3 separate regions of the Mus musculus genome follow, and regions 1 and 3 are each linked to region 2. A link is a contact called in public Micro-C and promoter capture Hi-C data. All regions are on one chromosome and are shown on one strand. Each heading gives the region's core, a stretch centred on a gene start, on an enhancer-like site or on the middle of the called end of the contact. The rest is flanking DNA. Distances are from core to core; before and after follow the strand shown. Region 1 overlaps Gm29536 (predicted gene 29536). Region 2 holds the start of Kcne4 (potassium voltage-gated channel, Isk-related subfamily, gene 4). Region 3 has its middle 89 kb from the start of Gm29536.

Region 1 (3,908 bases), core at 477-2,976, 380 kb after region 2:
GTACTTTTCCAGATATTTTCCTGTGTCTAACCTTTAGCTGTTACTGTCAAGTATCTGGTATCATCCTGTTTTCTTTCTAATGCCATGTCTGCTCTGCCATTTCTAAAAACTGGTCGTTTAGCCTTTTGTCTCTTTGCTCTCCATTAGACGGGCTAAACATTTGCAAACCTTGCCCCTACTGATTCCTCTGACACTAATATTCTACTTAGTAAGGTCTTCCATTGGTACTAGTCATTTTCCCCCATTTCACTCAATATTCTTTTCTTTCTTTGGAGGTAGATACTTCAACCCTTCGTTAAGTCTCAGCCTTTTTTGCCTATTAATAATATATATATATATATATATGTATGTATATGAAGTAAAATTTTCTTTCAGTACAAAGCTGTATATCCTACAAGGTTGGCTATGTAGATACCTTAATTATTAACAGAAAAAAATGTTTTAATTTTCACCGTATTTTCTTACTTATAAGCTAACTAAAACATGCTGTTTCATTTTCAAATATATTTTTATTTACTTTATTCATTATTTTAAGAAGAAGCTATTTATTTTCACATGTTTTTATTTATAAAAGTTTTAGAGTTATAAAAATTTGCAGACATAGTACATACCCACAATGAACACATAACTAATGGAACAGTGAGGTCGCATCACTATTGACTACTATAGGGGTGCTGTTGCTCACATGGAGTCTCAGATGACAAAGAAGTGTCAACAGGAACCGGGCCATGTATACGTATTAAAGACGCTTCTCCATATTGCCATTTGTATCTGTAGTATGACAAACATAAGCCCACGCTTGCGTCTCTACCACATTGCCACACAGATCCTTCTAGCTTCTCCTTTGCTTACCTAAAATGTTCTACTCTAGCAAAGTGCCTCTCTTGCTCTTTTTAAAAATGTGCTTGTTTTATTCTTCTCTCTCAACTTTATACATATTCATAACGTGTTTTAGCACATTCCCATTGTCCTTTTCTAGCTCTTCCACCCCACTGACGCTTGTTTTTTGGCAACAATTTCCCTCCTACTTCCATGTCCTTTTATTGCTCATCTGACCATGGGTGAGAATTCTTTTCTTGAGCAAAGGCACTGTACCTGAGGCAATAGCACTAGGAATATAACATTCTTTCCCCAGCAACAATTAACTGCATACAATTCTTCAGGAGGGGTATGGTCTTATAGATCCCTTCCTACTCTGAATGATTTCCCTTGTTCTGAAGTTTGCTGAAGTGGAAATTTCTAGTTTATTTGGAAAGCCAGTTGTGCCGCATGACGTTTTTCTGGAAACTGTCTTATGAAGGGATGTTTTGCTGAAGCAGACATGTGAGAGTACATGTAATGTTTTGTTGGAGCAGACATGTGAGAGTACATGTGATGTTTTGTTGGAGCAGACATGTGAGAGTACATGTGATGTTTTGCTGAAGCAGACATGTGAGAGTACATGTGATGTTTTGTTGAAGCAGACATGTGAGAATACATGTGATGTTTTGTTGGAGCAGACACTGGGGAGCATGTGATGTTTGGAAAGAGTATATAAATGGAACCCCATAAAGAGTGACAGGTTGCTCTTGCATTGCAACGCTGTGCAATCGTTTTCTGACCTTGCTTCTTTGCTGGTCTTCATTTTGGAGAGAAAAACACACAAAAGACCTTCTGTGGTGTTCCAACTGACTCTAGCCACTTCTGCTGACTCATGCTGACTCTGTGAAGCCTTGGGGCGGAGGGAGGTGGTTGTGCTGGATCATGCCACTGTTACTGACCTGTGTTTGGTGTTTGCTACTAAACTCTACTACTGGTATCTTGACAACAAAGAGTGGAATTGCCTCAAAAAAACTACTATTAAACAGGTCCTCAATCCCCATTTCCTATTAACTTTCTTTCTCCCCAACCTCTTGTCGCTGGATTAGAAGGAAGGTTGAGGTGTTTGAGCAGCCTACATAAAGAACGTTTAGAAAAATCTAAGCCCACAGTCTGCTTCGAACAAAGTTAATATAGTTTATCTGGAAATATTCTGATTACTGTTACCATGGTGTACTTCTTGCTCTATTATGTTAAACTTAATTTAAATATTACAGATAGAGTGAGTTTCCTATAATAAACATGTAACGAATTCTTCTTTGGTGATCTAGACTGAAACTGTTTCTCTATTGATGGATTCAGATCTTGAGAATCTTTAAGAGTGAACTGGTTCATGAAACTTTTGATCACATGTTCTTATAAGAAGAAAATTTTAATGGTTTATCTGTCTTTATCCATAATCCTGCTATTTAAATTACTTAAAATATATTTTATGTAGCAATGCTAAAATTGTATAATTAAATAATGGGTGAAGTCTGACAAACAAGAACTAGATAAATGTTGCACATTTTAAAATCTTTTTTTTTTCTGTTTTTTTTTTTTTTTTTTTTTTTTTTTGAGACAGGGTTTCTCTGTGTAGCCCTGGCTGTCCTGAAACTCACTCTGTAGACCAGGCTGGCCCTGAACTCAGAAATCTGCCTGCCACTGCCTCCCGAGTGCTGGGATTAAAGGCATGTGCCACCAATGCCTGGCAATGTTGCACATTTTAAATATTTTATTTTATAAAATAATTTTGCTTTCAATAATGTGGGAGTAAATTTCTTCCTTTCACACATCAATTAGTTTTTCTTGAGAACTAATCACAAGAAATTGTACTTTGATGACTCTCTCTAATATATATATATATGTATATATATATATATATGTACACACACATACACATATATGTGTGTATATATATATATATGTATATATATATATATATATATATATATATATATATATATGAATGAATGAGGGAGGTAGAGAGGGAGGCTGGCTGAGAACTTGCTATTTGGCAGAGGATGACCTTGGCTTCCATCTTCCAAATGTTAGGATTACAGGGTGTACCACCATGTCTCGTTCTATTTGATACTGGGGCTAGCACCTAGAGCTACCAACTTAACTACATCCCCAGTCTTGTTTTAAGTCTTTAAAAGTGAATTAATAAGTCACAGAAACTCTTCAACAGAGAGTTACACTCCAAGGTCGTAAACACTCGAATGTGGGTTTCTCTGAGAACTACTTTATATTACTCTTGACATAACAACGTTGTTCTAAGCAGTCATTTCCACAATGATATTTTGGTGGCGTGAGTTTTTCACTTATTATTGAAATGTCATCTTTACCTTGAAAGGTAGAGATTAAGTGTATTTACATAGAAATGTTGTCAAGGTTACACAACCATTTGTTGTCAGAAAAGGTCAAAACTTTTGGAATAATAAACATTTTGAAAAGCATAAATTCATGACTCATATTAAGCTCAATAACCTTTATGTACTTTCCCACATTAATAAATATTTTGGGCAAGCTAAACATTTGATATGCAGTGGGCTCTTTGCTTTTTTAAAAATTATCTCATATAATTCCTTATTTTAAAAAAACTCTTTGAATTTGCAAGTGAGGAAAACTAATTTTACATAGCAGTTTTGGAGTTTATTTTTAAGTATTTATTTATTTATTTATTTATTTATTTATTTATTTATTTAGATTTTCCAAGACAGGATTCTCTGTGTAGCACTGGGTATCCTGGAGATTTTTATGTAGACTAGACTGGCCTGAAACTCAGAGATCTACCTGCCTCTGCCTCCCAAATGTTGGGGATTAAAAGCCTGTACTTCCAACACCTGTTTTTATTGTTTGTTTATTTGTTTGTTGTTTTAATCCAACATCACTTAGAAGTGTTTTTAGGCCTGATTTCTCAGAAGATGGCCTCCAGCAACAACATTTGTTCATCAAGGGATGCATTAATAAGAGATGCCAGAGTGAATGGTTCTGTGTGTGTGTGTGTGTGTGTGTGTGTGTGTGTGTGTGTGCACGCGCGCGCGCGTGCATGTGAAGCAGAAAAGGGA
Region 2 (4,019 bases), core at 1,446-3,945:
GAGGGCCTCTGGGGAAGACTGAGGGAGTCAGGAGCTTGCAAGCCCAAATCTTCAGTTTCATTCCCAGTCTAAGGGGAGGTTCGAAAGCAAAGAGCAGCCTCAGAAAGTGGCTGTGCACGAGAAGCTTCCAGAAGCCTTAGATTATCACCGGGGTACCCAACCAGGACAACCAAACACATAAACCGAGCTATGTCTCTGCTTGACAGTGCTCAGTGATTTCCTCCAGTGTTTCCCAGAAAGATACTTGCAGAGTTTGGGGGCATCAGAGGTCACAGGGTCTCCAGCAGGCAGTCTGTGGTTTCAAGGGTACCTTTTTTCTCTGACACTTGTGACAATGCTTGCTTGTGACAAATCCTTGGATTTGATTCTCCCTCTGCTTCTGACTTCTTAGTCCATTGGCCTCCTTTCTGGATTTGTTCCAGAAGCCAGGACTGTTCTTGGTTTTAGTGCCTTGGGGCAATAGGCTCAGGCCTGGGATTGATTTTGTTTAACACTCAGTGGCTGCTTGGCTTTCTAACACCTGGCTGTCAGCTCCTGCTCCAGCTCCTGTTAAGATGTGGTGACCCATTTCTCTACCTTCTTTTTTCTAGTTTGCAGTGCCTGGCAATCCCCTAGTGATGACTAATCTCATCTATCTCAGGGTACCTGGGCAATACTACTATGGCAAGTACCAATAGGAATGCTTCTCATGGTACTTTCCTATTCTAATATTCCAGATGTGCCATGGCATGCCCATGTGGATTGGACATCCGCCAGTGCTTATGTGGTGGGTGGGTGGAAAAGGTCAGGTCTACCATGTAGCTGTAGAGTTTTGAACTGGCAGAGTGGTGAACCCAGATGTACTGATATGAGTGAAATTTCCTGGCATGAACAACCTTGGTGCTGGGGTCAGTGGCCGATCCCTCCGTGCCGGCTGGAGATTTACGGGGTGAGCACTGACCAAAGCATCTGGTGTGTTGTCCAGTGCTGTAAGTTACTGGTCCAACTCTTTTTCCCAGGATGCCTGTCAGAATTCACATCAGGCACAGAGCCAGACTCACAATGACAGTTCTAGCATCTGGATCGTATGTGCTGTATGCAGTCAGAGGGAAGTTTACATGTTTCTCCGTGCCTTCAGCTCAGTGTCAGTAGACCCATCAATGATGGTGTCTTTAAAGTTGTCATACATGCCAGCCCTGCTGCGGCTCCTTGGACAGAGGCTACTAGATGTAAAGGCTCCTTGCCAGTTTCCCTGGATTAGAATGACAGCCCTTTAGAGTAAACAGCCCAGCGAGCGAGCAAGTTCTTGGTGATTCTTCTCATGTCACGCATAGCAGCTTGTTTTGAACCTTGCTTGGTGGTTCGCTGAGAATACCTGTTTCTCCCATGACCTGTCTGAGATACCCAGAGATGTGTGGCACTCTTGTCTGGTGCTTCAGAGGCACTGCCATGTGAGGTAGAATGGAGCAAAACCTGCTCTCAGTAGCTCTCGCCAGCACATTTCCACTTAGTCCGGCTCACTAAAGAGAATCTGAAGATTTTTGTCTTCATACAAACTCTATCTTTGTAGCTCAGCTGACACAGAGCTCAGGCTCCCCTTGATTTGCCTCTCAATTGCTGCATTAGTGTTGCCCACCAATCTCTGGACAGAATCTGAAAGATTCTAAAAGAGATTGTAAGGACAATATTTGTGAGCATAATGTGAGCAAGTAGAAGCTTGCATTTTAAAGTAGTTAAGCTGAAACAAACCCAAAACTCATAAAGTTCTTAGAACTCTGTTTGCTGAGCAGTCCTGCCCCTCACTAGCCAACAGTTTTACTGCAGCAATACGAGGCCTGGGAAGGTTAAGGGAGGGTTTATCAAATTCACTCAATTAGTGGAAGAACGTAACACGGAAGCAATTGTTTCTTTTTTTTTCTTTTTAAAATATTTTTTATTAGGTATTTTCCTCATTTACATTTCCAATGCTATCCCAAAAGTCCCCCATACCCTCCCCCCCACTCCCCTATCCACCCACTCCCACTTTTTGGCCCTGGAGTTCCCCTGTACTGGGGCATATAAAGTTTGCATGACCAATGGGCCTCTCTTTCCAGTGACGGCCGGCTAGGCCATCTTTTTTGATACATATGCAGCTAGAGACAAGAGCTCCGGGGTACTGGTTAGTTCATAATGTTGTTCCACCTATAGGGTTGCAGTTCCCTTTAGCTCCTTGGGTACTTTCTCTAGCTCCTCCATTGGGGGCCCTGTTAATCTATCCAATAGCTGACTGTGAGCATCCACTTCTGTTTCTTGACTCTAAACCCTACCTTTGCTCCCCACTGTCTTTCATTCTAATGGTTTGGATTCCCCATGAAAACCTATTAGTAACATATCAACCAATCACTTTCCACAAGGAAAAGGAAACAAACTCAGTCAGTGAGAGTGGGCTTTGGGGTATCAGTTCAAATGCAGCACTTTTTTTTTCTCCCCTTTTCACACTTTGATTTTGGCCACCCAAAGCCTCTTGCTCTGAGCTGGGTTGGTCGGTCCGGGACAGGGAGCTCCTACTCCCCCCCTCCTTCTCTCTTCACAGCTGCAGAGTTCAGAGAGTTGAACTGCAGCGCTTTGAGTTTGCTGCTTGCTCAGCCACAGTCAACCTCTGTTGTAAATTTTCCTCCCGGAACACGTGACGATGCATTTCTTGACTATATATCCCAAGGACAGCAGCCGGGCTGTCAGAGCGCAGAGCCTGACAGAGAAGAGAAACATCCTCAGATTTGGCCGTTTAAGAGTTCCACACTTGGGACAAACTGTCAGCTTTTGGTAAGTTAGCAAGACTCCTTGTCTTCGGAGACATGCAAGGGGGAATAGTTCTATTAATAGAGAAAGTTTTCTTTCTTTCTTTTTTATGTAAGGAAACTTTGTTTTGGAAGTTGAAGCTTTTGAAACAAAATGTAAAGTTTGCTTCTGCCGTGCCAGCTAAAGCATGCCTTTCAATTTTAAGATGCTTTCCCCCCATGAATCCTTATATGGTCTATAATGTTCAAAGTATAGAGCTAATGCATAGTTATTTTCTGAAATGTAAATAAAGTGTATAATCTATCCATCCATCCATCTATCTATCTATCTATCTATCTATCTATCTATCTACCTACCTATCGATCACCTGTCTGTCTATCACCGATTTTTCTATCTGGTGAACATTTTTCTCATTTTTTCCTCCTTTCCCTCCCCTAATTTCTCTTACTTGCTCCAAGCTCTCTGAGCTAACCCGTTGACTGCTTGGTGAGATGCCTTACGTTCAGCTCTTTCTTTCATTCCTGTTCTTAATCAAAATAGGTGTATTTTGATCTATTGCAATTTCACGAGCCATGTGCTTGCCTTCTGCCTGTCCCATGGATCCAGGTGGAAGGTTTAACTTGCGGCTCTCTCCCCAGATCCCGGCTGTGTGAGCGGCAATTCAATGCTGAGGATGGAGCCTCTGAACAGCACATACCCCAGCGCTGCAGCCTCCAGCAGCCCCCTCGAGTCCCATGTGCCTAGTAACAGCAGTGGTAATGGCAATGAATACTTCTATATTTTGGTCGTTATGTCCTTCTATGGCGTTTTCCTGATCGGAATCATGCTGGGCTACATGAAATCCAAGAGGCGGGAGAAGAAGTCCAGCCTTCTGCTGTTGTACAAAGACGAGGAGAGGCTGTGGGGGGAGGCTATGAAGCCGCTACCTATGATGTCCGGCTTGAGGTCAGGGCAGGTGCCCATGATGCTGAATATGCTGCAGGAGAGTGTGGCGCCGGCACTGTCCTGCACTCTTTGCTCGATGGAAGGGGACAGTGTGAGCTCCGAGTCCTCCTCTCCTGATGTGCACCTTCCCATCCAGGAGGAGGGGGCTGATGACGAGCTGGAGGAGACCTCCGAGACGCCTCTCAACGACAGCAGTGAAGGCTCTTCCGAGAACATCCACCAGAATTCCTAGCACCCACCAGGTGCTAGGAGGTAGCTCCGTAAGCTACACTTGACAGAGGGAAGACACTTGCCAAGTGCCGGGTTTCGCTTTTGCT
Region 3 (4,323 bases), core at 1,736-4,235, 500 kb after region 2:
TCCTGCACTCTCTGGATAACTTTGTGCATAATCAGAATCTTCTTTGGATCCAACAGTCAGAAAAATGTCCAAATGGCTGAGAAAAGTGACAGGTAATGCACTCTGGCCCTTCACTCTTTCACCATCACTAGCATGTGGTCCAGGACTAAGGAAAAGGAAACATATATTCTGTGCCTCTTTCTATTATGGGATATCACTGTTGCTCTCTCTCTCTCAGTCTCTCTCTCACACTCTCGTGTGTGTGTGTGTGTGTGTGTGTGTGTGTGTGTGTGTGTGTGTTCCTGATAGTACTTTGTTTATAGAGTCATGGGGACTATTAAATATGATAATACATATAAAGTGTTTGGCATGGTGCCTGTCTAGTTATTATTGTTTTTTATAGACATAAAATTTGAAGCTGATAGAAAGAGAATATGTTTGCCAAGGTTTTGGATTAAGGGACACAGAACTGACTCATTCCCAAATCCACCATGCTTTCGTTGCAATGGTAGCTAGATCCATCCATGAGTATTGAAAAGAACAGTTTAACTTACGAGTGTAAATGTAACGCCAAACTGTCACATTTACTCCTAGTCTCTTTTCAGCATTAAAATGATGCCTTGTCCTCATTTAAATAGGCAGGCACCCTCAGATGAGTCATCGTGCAACATGTTTTCTTTAAGACTTCCACTGTAAAAGAGCAGTCTTCACCAAATTCTCCACTGGCAGGGATATCTTTTAAAATGTCAAATCTCTAAGGGAAGAAAATAGATCCATCTCTATTTCTGTCTGCTGGCTTAACAAAAGCCAATTATGGTAGTCCTAACGGCTCATCTGCTTACCATCAGAATCAGCCATGATTGGACTTCAGATGACATATGATTCAAGTGTCCCCATGTCACCTTTAGAGCAGGGCCTTTTCAACTAACTTTTGGACAAACTTTTGAGTAATTATTCTGAACATCCAGTGATATCCATCAAAACTTAACTGCATCTCCATCTTTATCTTGGTAGCGCACAACCAGTTGATTTGATAAAAATGATCCCAAGGCATTGTTTCATTGTTGTTTGTTTTGTTTTGCATCGTGGTAGTAAACTTTAGTTCTTGCTTAGAGATTCTGTAAGGGAGAAGAGTTGATCCTACATGCTTGCTCCAGGAATTCCTCTTCATTCAATGACTGTTGTCTTTAATTAAGGTCAAGACTTTCAGAGGAAAGAAATCGATATCTATCACATCTTGGGATTGAGCCCAATTTGGGATCATCATTATGCTAGTTAAATAATTTCCATCGAGAAACCAATACTGGCTTATACATCTGGAAAATGTAGACTGCCAAAAAAGTTAACCACTATTGACTGGAGAGACAACTCAGTTGTTAAGAGAACTCACTGTTCTTCTAGAGGACCTAGGTTCAATTCCAAATATCTACATGGATACTGACAGCCATCTGTAATTCAAGTTTCAAGTGATCTAATGCTGTTTTCTGGCCTCCTTATTGTACCAGACTTATACATGGTGCACAGATACACCTCCAGGCAAAACACCCATACACATACTTTTAAAACTTTTTAAAGATAATCATTATAACTCTCATCACTAAAAACAATTTAACTTAACCCAGTCTGATTTGTTCCCCAGATGTTAATGAATTTTGTTATTACAATAACTCTGTATTCAATTTTCTATTTTCCATCTACGATCCAGTATGATAAATACTTCTGTTATACCTCCTTGGGAATGTGATTTTGAAGTGTTTGTAGAAGTAGTGGAGTCAATAAAAATGTTTTTCTCAATTATGGTTGGATATTTTGGTGGTTGCCCAAATTATGATGCTGGAATAGAATACATAGCTGAGTGTATTGATGAATTTGTGTAGTCCACAGATTTCAGGAGGCTGAGTCCAGCGATTACTTGAGCCAAGCATTTGAGAAAAGCCTAGATAACATTATCAGGCCTTGCCTTAAAGATATATAGATGATAGATAGATAGATAGATAGATAGATAGATAGATAGATAGATTTGTCACTTCTTGACAAGTGTTGCCAGTTTAACAACTCCATTTTTATATATTCAAGATTGAGGTTGTCAGGTTAGTGTATCTCCTCTTCCATAACCTTTTGTCTTCATCTCTTCTCCAAACCATTCTAACACATGGCCAGAGTTGTCCACTAAGTTCAAGTCCATGCTTTGGTCTGGATTTCTTGTACTCCCTCCATTCTGATCTTTCTAAGAGACATCTTGTCCTAACTCTTACCAGACTTCCATCTTGTTCCCTATAAATCTGCTCTCCTCAGTGTATATATGTATTGCCCATCAGGTATTTCCACTTTAACAAATACCTTGCATATCTTCATCAAGAACAAGAAGACATAAAATAACCATTCTCAGTCTACACTGGAAAAGAAATTTGAGACAAGCATCTCTCTGTTATTTATATTTTATTGTATTTTTTTTAAATGCTCTGCCTGCCTCTGGCTATGGCCACCTGTTTAACAGGCTGGTTTTTTATTAAATTTTGACTTCTTCGGGATTTCTCTTCTCCTAGGTGCCTTAGTAGCATTTAAGCTATGGGACTTCTAATTCTCTGGGTATCAGAGACTAAGAGGTGCCCTATGTCCCTTCACGTGTTGTCAAGTATAGCCCATGATTGCTATGGCTGTCAAGCCACCTGACCTGACTTTGACACATAATATATCATTGACGGACTTCTAAGCTTTTTCAAACACCAGAAAGCCTGTTGTTCCCTTTGGGTTTTCCTTTGTAAGAATTCATTTCTTATTTCCCTCCTCCTGAAGAACAAAATGAGAAAGGAGGAATAGTGAGTCAACGCCTGAATTTTGTTTCTATTCAGCTAAGGTCATTTCCAGGACTAGACAAAGAAAAAAAAAACAGCAAAATGTTATGACAACTTTCAGACCAGAATATTTGTCAGTTAGAGTGTGCTCAGAAATGATCTCCGCATCTATTCCCCATCTAAACTGTTCTCAGATCAGGTTACAGTCTAAAATGTTAACAAATGATACAGAAGGGCACATTTTACTATAAATCACACCGTTAACGATGGAGCAGCCTGTGCTTATCTGATCTGGTTGCTAAGTACTCAGGCTTTATGTCTCAGGGGCCTACAGAGACAGAAGCACCAGCTGAAGTTGAGCCAGAAGATTTGGTAAGCAGCAATATCAACCTGTTGAAGATGAACGCAGGCACAAAGCTCCCCTAGATATGTTTAGGTGCTTCAGACAAATGAAGCAAGGAAAAGTTACTCAACATTGGACTACTGTGAAGTAACAGCCTAGTCAGAAACCATCTGGAACTTATCTTGAGCTGCCAGAGGATATTTCAGGAACAAAGCAATTAATATTTCCCAGGCTGCACAATTTCACTTTTCTTCTTCCTTATTCCCAACTAAACATTTCTTCTAAGAGAACCCAAACTGAATAGGTTATTTAGCTTGCTGTAGTTTCCTAGGGTGCACGCACTCGTGTGTGTGTGTGTGTGTGTGTGTGTGTGTGTGTGTGTGTGTGTGTGATATGAAGATAACTGTATAAAGGAAGTCATGGTTGTCTCAACATGAGTTCAGAGAGTAACCTTAGCTCATGTTCAGCTTCTAGCTTGTGAGTTAAGCTTATTGCTTTCTAGGTATCAGATTTTTCTCTTATAAAATATGTTCCCTGTGATCAAGACAGATAAAATATGAAAACCACTCTACAACCCAGGCTCAGCTGGTACTAACTATGTTCTCCAGGCTGGCTTCGAACTCACAGAAATCCCCTTACCCCATTTTCCTGATTCCTGCAGTTACAGGAATAAGTCACTATCTAGGTTAGGGTATCATTGTTGTGAAGTGACAATCAAGGCATTTCTTATAAAAGAAAATATTTAACTGGGGCTGGCTTACAGTTTCAGAGGTTCAGTACATTATCATCAAGGTGGGAAGCATGGCAGCCTGCAGGCAGACTTGTTGCTAAAGGACCGGCGGATTCTACATCTTGATTCTAAGGCAGCCAGGAGGAATTCCATACTGGGTGGAGCTTGAACATAGAGACCTCAAAACCCAGCCCCAGAATGACACGTGTACTCCAACAATGCCACACCTCCTAATAGTGCCACTCCCCATGGGCCAAGCATTCAAACACATGAGTCTAAGAGGGTCAAACCACCAGACAGTATACCTAGTTTTCTTCCTTCTCTCCTTTCTTTCTACCTTCCTTCCTTTTTTTTTTCAATCAGCAAAACGTTTATTTTTAAATACCTCCTAAACTGTGGAATTCTTACATGCATGAGTGACAGGCAGTATAGACAACAAGCCCTGTCTTGTCATTATGATTCCTGTACGGCCCCAC

Evidence for each region. Promoter capture Hi-C pulls out the DNA fragments that hold promoters and counts their contacts. Hi-C and Micro-C count contacts between places; a contact is called where the count stands out from the background.
Region 1: a Micro-C map of granulosa cells shows a contact between it and region 2, with 2.0 times the contacts expected there. The contact joins the enhancer-like site here to the promoter of Kcne4 in region 2. A contact is called at or near these places in 6 of 39 promoter capture datasets (cranial neural crest, embryonic stem cells, hippocampal neurons and 2 more), 1 of 484 Hi-C or Micro-C datasets (granulosa cells) and 2 of 9 other capture datasets (liver and macrophages).
Region 3: a promoter capture Hi-C map of liver shows a contact between it and region 2, with 2.7 times the contacts expected there. The contact joins the enhancer-like site here to the promoter of Kcne4 in region 2. A contact is called at or near these places in 11 of 39 promoter capture datasets (the 3T3-L1 cell line, cranial neural crest, embryonic stem cells and 6 more) and 3 of 9 other capture datasets (embryonic stem cells, liver and macrophages).

Annotation. Positions count from the first base shown.
Region 1 is chr1:79,196,190-79,200,097 of GRCm38.p6, forward strand. The region is part of intron 1 of Gm29536 (predicted gene 29536); the gene reads right to left. Among named protein-coding and RNA genes, the nearest start is that of Gm29536, 26 kb to the right of the region's middle. Within about 2 kb of position 1,727, at least 14 of the 459 cell types and tissues checked have an H3K27ac peak or open chromatin away from gene starts, as enhancers often do. A contact at or near this core is called in granulosa cells, where this site is marked.
Region 2 is chr1:78,814,216-78,818,234 of GRCm38.p6, forward strand. Kcne4 (potassium voltage-gated channel, Isk-related subfamily, gene 4) reads left to right here and starts at 2,696. Exons shown (of 2, transcript NM_021342.2): 1 at 2,696-2,781; 2 at 3,396-4,019. The coding sequence starts at 3,422. The coding sequence ends at 3,934. The region is part of intron 3 of Gm29536 (predicted gene 29536); the gene reads right to left.
Region 3 is chr1:79,311,691-79,316,013 of GRCm38.p6, forward strand. No RefSeq gene overlaps it. Among named protein-coding and RNA genes, the nearest start is that of Gm29536, 89 kb to the left of the region's middle. Within about 2 kb of position 2,986, at least 7 of the 459 cell types and tissues checked have an H3K27ac peak or open chromatin away from gene starts, as enhancers often do.